Regions from separate parts of the Gossypium raimondii genome. Here region 1 is linked to region 2. Evidence: chromatin contacts called from public Hi-C data. All regions are on one chromosome and are shown on one strand. The core of a region is the stretch at or near the end of the contact, and the rest is flanking DNA. Distances in the headings are between cores, read along the strand shown. Region 1 has its middle 3.8 kb from the start of LOC105770610. Region 2 has its middle 15 kb from the start of LOC105761574.

Region 1 (4,166 bases), core at 1,411-3,910, 82 kb before region 2:
AAGCCCAGATTATAAATTTTTTCCAAGTTCATGCTCAATTTATTGTTCAAAAATTAATAAAAGATTAAAAATATATTTTTATTGGTATTTTACATATTTTGATAATTAAATTTATAATTAAAATATTTTTATTATTTAAATTGAATTTAGATTACACAAAAATTAAATACAAAAATTTTATCTAAACTTAACCTAAATCAGCACTTTGTTCTACAGCAATTTTTAATTTTCGATTGCACAAACACTTCCTTCTTAGTAATTTATTATAACGTATAAACAAAAATCAAGACATCTATTTAAGTGATGTAGCATAAGTTGTTTTGAAAATCCTTTACTTTTAACCGTAAGATGAAAGTGAAAGAGACATTAATTTGGGGTTAAGGTCGAGTAGGAGAACTGAGACAAGTGAGGTAGACTCTAGTTAGATCAACAACAACGACACTAATATTCGTTACTAATCGAATATAATTGCGATAGTGAAGTGAGAATACGGACAATGATTGAAGGATTATAATTCGCACACACAGTAAGAATGTCTCCATAGTCCACACTCATTATACTTAAAAAGGGAGCTATTCAAACAAAAACCTTCCACTTTCTCTTCTAAAAGTTCAAATTTAAGTGAGTTTTATCGGTGATTAACCCTTAACTACCAAACTAATAACGGAAGTTGAAAATTACTATTAATGATATTAAATTAAAAATATATATAATAAAATTTTGAATTATTTGATATTTATGAAAGAAAAGTAAAAAAAATTAGAGTATTTTCAAATATTTGACCCTCTTACCTCTAATTGAAAAATAAATATTTAGTAAAAATTCATACTGTGCTATTAATCTAGATTGATAAAATTTACTATTGTATAGTTATCAAAATATCAATTGATTTAGTTTTAATTTAGTTGGTATCATTATTATTTTAATAATTAATAAAATATCGATTTAAGTACATTTAATTTCTTTTTTTATTTAAGAATTGAGGAAATATTATAAGTAAAAAATATGTTATATAATTAGATTAGTGGGTTCCATTTAGACCTGATCATGGGTCAAGTCATTCATCTAGGGCCGAAGGTCTGCTCGAAAAGTGGGAGGGTTTAAGTAAAAATATAGGCCCGGAAAATAGGCTTGGATAAAAAATTTTCATATTCTAAATAGGTCAAGCCTTAGTTAATATTTTTTTGTTCGGACTCGACCAGGATTTACCTAATTTTTTTCACTATTGTTTAGTGTTATTTTGTTGTTGTTTGCTGCAATTTTAAATATATATGCTTTTAATTTTCAAGTGATGACAAGACATAATTATAGATTATCATATCATGATCAAATTTTACATTTACTAAGTTTAGAGACTAAAAGACCTAATTACCAAATGGGTAAACTACTTTGTTAATCACTTTAAATATAGATCCTAAATAAAAATTGATCAAATTAGTCACTCTATCATTAAATGGTAACGGAAGATTGATGGTGCATTTCTACGTTAATCAATCTAAAATTAGGTAAACCTCATCAATCACTCTAAATAAAAGTTGTTCCTATTTTGATAACCTCAAAATTTTTCTGTAAAAATGCATTGTTAGTCTTATATTACCATTTAATGTCGGAGTTACCAATTTGATCAATTTCTATTTTTGGTTGACTAAATTAACAAAAAAAAATTGAAGTGACCAAAATAAAAATGGTCCCTATTTAGAGTGACTAACCGTTGTCAAATTTAAGTACTAATGTGAACCTAATTGCCAAGTTTATGGACTAAAAGTTATATTAACTTTTTTTTCTCTTTTTATGGGTGAACATATTTAACAGATCGCTCTATTATAAAGATTGAATCAAGTTAACCATTATGTTATTTAAATAAATCAATTTAGTTAATATACTATTAAATTGAATCAATTAAGTCTAAATTTTAACATAATTAATATTTATTATTTAAAAATTGTCATTTACTATTAACAAAGATGATATTTTGAATTTTTTATTCTACAAATGAATATTATGTCTAGAGTTAAAACTACAAATAAGAAAAACCATATTTTTCTTGTGATTTTTTATCCGTAAATGTTAATTCTTACAATTTCACTTTATTTAATTTTTTTATAGTAAAAAAATTGAATTGATGCTAGAGAAAGAATTTTTTTCCATTCATATGACAGTGAGATTAGAAAGTTACTGTCACCCTTTTTTATGTCTCATCCATTATTGCTGTAGGACCACAGCTACTGTAAGAGCTAAAAGGGTAATAGGAAGAGAGAAAAAACCACCTTGAATCATTTATAAAAATATCCCATCATCCACTTGCAATTCCATAAACCCACAGATTTCTTATCAAGTGAGAAAACTAGTTAGAAGAAAGTGAAGAAAAATATGGGAAACACTGTGAAGGGAAGGGGTCTCCGATCATGCAAAGCAACCATGACGACAATGATGATGGCCATGGTTCTTTTACTCGGTCAGGAGGCATCAGCATTTTCAGCCACAGCCAGCAACAACAACAATAGCAGCAACTTAGCTTCCCATTGTGCCTCTACCATGGAGGAATGCTTGGTGGACATCGGCCATGCAGATCATGTATTTTTCGCTGACCCAGAGACAAGCCTGCAGAAAGTTCACCCTAATTTCATCGATGTTTCCAAGAACAAGTTGAGTACTCCAGATGATAAATGTGGGAGACCAAGACCAGGTCAGCCCTATTATCCTTGCGTCCCAGACCCTAATGATAGCAAAAAAGGTGAACATTGTAAGGGAATTTACAAAGACAGCAATAGAAATCGTGGATGCAAGTAGAATTATCTTGCAGATTATGGATTTTTTTAGTTATTGTTTATGTAAACTAAATAAAGATTTTTGCTATTAGTTTTTGTAGTTTTTTTTGAAAATTATGAATTTAATTTTTGTACTTTAATTCGATGAAATTTAATATTTATATTTTTAAATTAATTAATTTTAATCTCTATATTTTACGAATTTTGAAAATTTAAGATTGATAAAAACAATAGCAATTAAATTTTTTAGTTAAATGCTCTTATCTAGCGATTCTCAATTCAAACATTAGATTGTCTGATCAGTTCCAACAACATTAGTGTAAAGATAATTCGGTAAATTTTTAAATAATTTAATGATATTTTATAATTTTTAATGTTTAATAATTAAAATATAAATTTCCTTATTAGTGTTTTTTTAACAAGTCGAATCTTATCCCTGAAAGCTTTCACTATGACCTACCAAAAGTTGGAAATATTGTGTTTTGTCCTTTTGTTTTCAACTTTTTCTCCCTTTAATCCTATAACTGTTGCGTCTGTGAAAACTCCAACCAGTTCAATATGTCCCACCAAAAACTGTTGATCCCGTGTAGACTTCTGTCGTGCCGGGCCTGGTTCAAAAAAGATTTTAGTTTTAAGCTCGGTTTTGGTTTGATTTAGTAAAAAATTTTATTTACTGTTCAAATAATAATAAAATATTAAAAATATTTTTATATTTTTATTTAAATTTTATTTAAGTCGAAACGAGTTGCTCGACACATATTCAGGTTTTTCAATATGGGCCAAACATGTTCGAGGGTTGAATTATCCGGTTGATATTTGAGAAGTTTTAAATAAAAATATTAAGTCAAAAAATAGATTGATTAAAAAAACTTAGACTACTTTAAAATATGTGATGAGCTCGGTTTCAATATTCAAAACACGACCTAATTCGAATAATTCATTTTCAAAATCATAATATGTTTTTTTCTTTACTTTTATGTATTATGTAATTTATATCATTTGAAAACTAAATATATTTTAGCTGATAAGACCTTGCTAGGCAAAGTCTAAGGCCTAGGATCTTGATGTCTTAGGTTTAGATATTTGTCCTTTAAAATTATAATTGTAATTATAACTTCAAAAACTTAAATATATTATACTTAATATAAATATTAAAAATAAATATGTTAAATTTTTATGTTTATAATTTAATAAAATAAATCATATACAATAGTAATAAAAGCTATGTGTATATAGATAGTCTTGAAAAAAAATTAATCTCATATTTTAAGTCGATTAAACTTAAACAATTATGCATGAAAGTGATACCATATACGAGGCTGCTTGAACTTATCCCAAGAGAACCCACCAACAGTTATAGTTTAGGCAAATGTCCCACTCAAATTTTAACATTGAATA
Region 2 (4,137 bases), core at 1,351-3,850:
CCTCAAGGATTCTAACAAAATTAGGATTCATCACCATGTCGAGCTCCCACTCCAACTCCGAATTGAAAGTCTCCACGGTCCGACATTCATCGAGGCGGCTGTTGCACTTGTAGCTGGTGTTGCTCTTCACTATGAAAGCAGTCCCCCAATGACTTATTTTCAAGAGAAATATAATCACCATGGAGGCAAGAAGAAGATTTGTTTTTCTCTTTTCAATTAACCCCATTTCCCCCTCCTCTTTCCCTACCTTTCTCTCAATTGGCTAAATAGGTGAAGGAACAAATTAATCACTTGCTTTAATTTATAGATAAAGAGGGATACAAAAAGATTGGGAGTTGTCCCACTTGGCGAAATTAAATATTTTATTCATTAAAGGGATAAATCTCAAATTTTTACATGAATTTTTATTTAATGTGTAATTTGATATATGAACTTTGGGTTGGTTCAATTATATACATGAAATTTAGATTGTGGTTCAATCATGCATATTTAAAGAAAAAAAATACATCATTTTATTTTTACATTAGATAAATATGATTATATATGTATGCAATATATAAACATAAAATGATGTTATATCAATAATTGTATTAATAATTTATGAGAATTTGATTAAATCCAAATTTCGTGTATAAAATTGCACAAAACCAAAGTTCTCGCACATTAGACCAAAATTCATGTATAGTTTTGAGATTTATCCCTTTATTAAATAGACAACTTTATCATAGGATCCACTTAGTAGAATTCCATGGGTAAAACTATCATGGAAGTCCTAAGAGTCAAATTGCATTTTACCCTATTTATTCAAACAATGGGCAAATTAGTCCCTATACATTATATTAAAGAGCAATTTGGTCATTTTTTAAAAAAAATTTCATCCATCTATATTGTTAAAAATTAGTGTGATTGACAGAATAACTAGACAATGATACGTGGCATGCCACATGTACCTCATACTATTGTATAAGGACTCGTTTTTTACAACAAAAATGAGTAAATTTTTTAATAGAAGAATTAGTTGATTTTTTTATTTAATGTACAAATATCAATTTGTTCATTTTTTTAGTGAAAAAATCAAAATGAAATTTAAATACTAACACATTAACTTTCATGGCACTCTTACTAATTTCATGTTATACTGTGTAACTAGTCAAGCATATCCAAACTCAATACTTCCAAATGTATCTAACATTGCCATTGGTACTTACTTTTATATTGTAAAATACTTATCCTTATTTGTTCAAACAAATATTACATTTATATAAGATGAATGCGAAGTATTACAACTCTAGAGGGTATTTAAGCATTCCTTCCAATAACAAAAGAAATGATATTGACACATAAAATCAGTAAAAATGTACATAAAAAATAAAAACAGTCACAAGAATCAAGCTTTGGTAAAAGTAGATTATACTATACAAAAGAGTGGGAGTTGTCCCACTTGGATAGACATAAAAACCCACACAATTATTGGAAGCGTGTTCCACGATGGAAGTCGAATTTCATCCTTTTAATAAATTAATATCTTTATTTTAATTTCCCAAGATTTGATCTTCCTATAATAATTCAAATTGTTAAATCCTTGTGATTAGTAAAAATTAATAGTTATATATTATAAATTAGTAATTCAATTCATGTATTTATTAATTAATTTTTTAATTTTTATTAAAATATGAGGAAATTTTTTCATAAATTAGTTTTTCAATTTTCGTAGACTGAATGGTTGAAACTCATAATTTGACCAATTAATATTTTGGCAAAGTTTTATTCTATCAGAAATATTTTTGTTTTCAAATTTTATCTAAATCAATTAATATTATATTATTTTAATATTTTAAATATAAATATAAATATAATAAAAGAACTAAGCTAAAAGGTCGGCTTGAACAAAGTGCAAGGGCGAAACTTTAATTTATAGATAAAGAGGGATACAAAAGATTGGGAGTTGTTGCACATGAATTGGTTGAATTAAAGATTTTATTCATTAAAGAAACTACTTTATCAGATGCTAACATTGGATCAACTGAGAGGAAGGAATTCCATGTGAAATCTTGAAATCACAAAAAACACCAGACAATGGTTGAATTTTAATCTTTTACTTTTAATTTAGAATTTTATTCTTATATTCTTTTGATGTTAAAAGATTTCTGTGAAATAGTAACTTGCACTATTCTTCTTGTATGCAGGAGAACCTTACAAAGCAAAATCAAAATTAAAACTTACAACTTTGAGATTTAATATTTTTATTTTCTTATTTGGTCTTCGTAATATTGATCGCATGAACATTATTTTATTTTCTTTTAAAATGTTACATAATTTTATTTAACGAGAAATTTTTATTATATTATTAATTGGACTTCAAATATTAAAGTAAAAGAGTAGAGATATTAAATTTTTAAAATTAAATGTTAAAAAAAATAATTTTCATAAGTTAGTCTAGGAGTAGAAACTCCTTCTAAGTCATAAGTTGGTCAAAAAGCATCATGAAATGGATTGTTACTGGGGATTGAAAATATATGACAGAATAACTCTATAAGAACTTTTGTCTTCTACCTACTGCCATAGGGATGAGTAGGGCTGTTGATGCTTGACAATTAAGTCGAACGGGTTGCAAGGTTGGCTTGAGCAAGCTTGCAAGTTGGTTTGGTGATAATGAGATTCATATCAGTTATTAAAATTTTGAACTTTAACTTTTGGAAAAAAGAGATGAAAGGTCAATATTGTCTTACTAAGTGTGCCAGAAATTTGTACACATATTTTGAGTCAAAAATTGACTTAAAATTTAGAATAAATTTTGTTTATTACTTTAAAAAGAAGTTACAAACTCTCGATATTTCTCTATAAAAAAAAGCTCATTTGATTTTTTTCTCTATTAGGCTTTGATCCAAGAGTTATCTTAACTTGATATTGATAATTTTGACTTGACGCATGGTAACTTAAGCCTAACACGTGAAGCTTTATAATTGGTCCAAAAATTTCATAGTTTACACATCCATTAAATCTCCACGAGTTCCCTTCATAGTCGTCTTCAATATCAACATCTATACGACTACTTGAAAAGCTTCGAGAGTAACAATGTAGCCCTATCTCCAGCCCAACAACAACCCTCCTCTTATTTCATTTGCATTAACATCCAAACCTTGAATAAGACCAAGCTTATTACGCATCTTAACCATTTTTGATGCATGTAGTTTAGTCTCAACTAGAAAACTATATGGGACATCTACCTTATCAAGATATAGAAACAACATAGTAAAAAGATAACTTCTTTCTTTCTTAATGAGAGTAATGATAACAGGCCTATTTAATACGTAAACTAATAACTGTTTTCTTAACAACTAACTAATTACACTAACTGCCAAAACTAACAATACTTAATACTCATGACATTTCCCGTGCTGTCCTGACTTCCTTTCCTTTGGTAACCTAAGCCTTCATTCATCTCATTTTGGAGCCACCCTTAGCTGCTGTCTGAACTTGTTGAAGAATACTGCAGACAAAGGTTTTGTTAACACATCAGGAACCTGATCTAGACTCTACACATGTCCAACTTGAAGTATTCCTGCTACTACTTTCTCTCGCACAAAGAATATGTCTAGCTCCACATGCTTAAACTTGGAGTGCATGACTAGGTTGCCTGCAACAGCAATAGCAGCGGAACTATCACACCAGACCAAAGACTTCTTCTGAATTGGGACATAGAGCTCAGCTAACAAGGACTAAAGCCAGACTATTTTTGCAGTAACATTTGCGAAGCTCCTGTATTCAGCTTCTGCTGTAGAACGAGAGACAACATACTGCTTTCTAGAGCTCCATGAAATCAGATTTCCTCTAAGAAAATGCAATAGCCCGATATGGACCTTTGATCATCGATGTCAGCACCCCAGCTGGAGTCAGAGTAACCTTCAAGAACAAACTTAGATGTTTGACAAAAATGAAGACCATAATCTAACGTGCCCTGTAAATATCTTTAAATTCTTTTAACAGCTTTGAAATGTGTATCGAGAGGTCTGTGCATGAATTGACGGACTTTGTTGACAGAAAACTCAATATCTGGTCTGGTGATCACTATGTATTGAAGTGCACCTACTTTGCTTCTGAAAAAAACTTTCATCTTCAACCATACTTCCTTCATGA

The links. Hi-C and Micro-C count contacts between places; a contact is called where the count stands out from the background.
Region 1: a contact with region 2 is called in a Hi-C map of leaf, with 3 times the contacts expected there. The contact joins two enhancer-like sites. A contact is called at or near these places in 2 of 2 Hi-C or Micro-C datasets (both in leaf).

The regions. Positions count from the first base shown.
Region 1 is chr7:43,433,160-43,437,325 of ASM2569854v1, reverse strand. No RefSeq gene overlaps it. Among protein-coding and RNA genes, the nearest start is that of LOC105770610, 3.8 kb to the left of the region's middle. Within about 2 kb of position 2,660, the one cell type or tissue checked has open chromatin away from gene starts, as enhancers often do. A contact at or near this core is called in leaf, where this site is marked.
Region 2 is chr7:43,351,409-43,355,545 of ASM2569854v1, reverse strand. No RefSeq gene overlaps it. Among protein-coding and RNA genes, the nearest start is that of LOC105761574, 15 kb to the right of the region's middle. Within about 2 kb of position 2,600, the one cell type or tissue checked has open chromatin away from gene starts, as enhancers often do. A contact at or near this core is called in leaf, where this site is marked.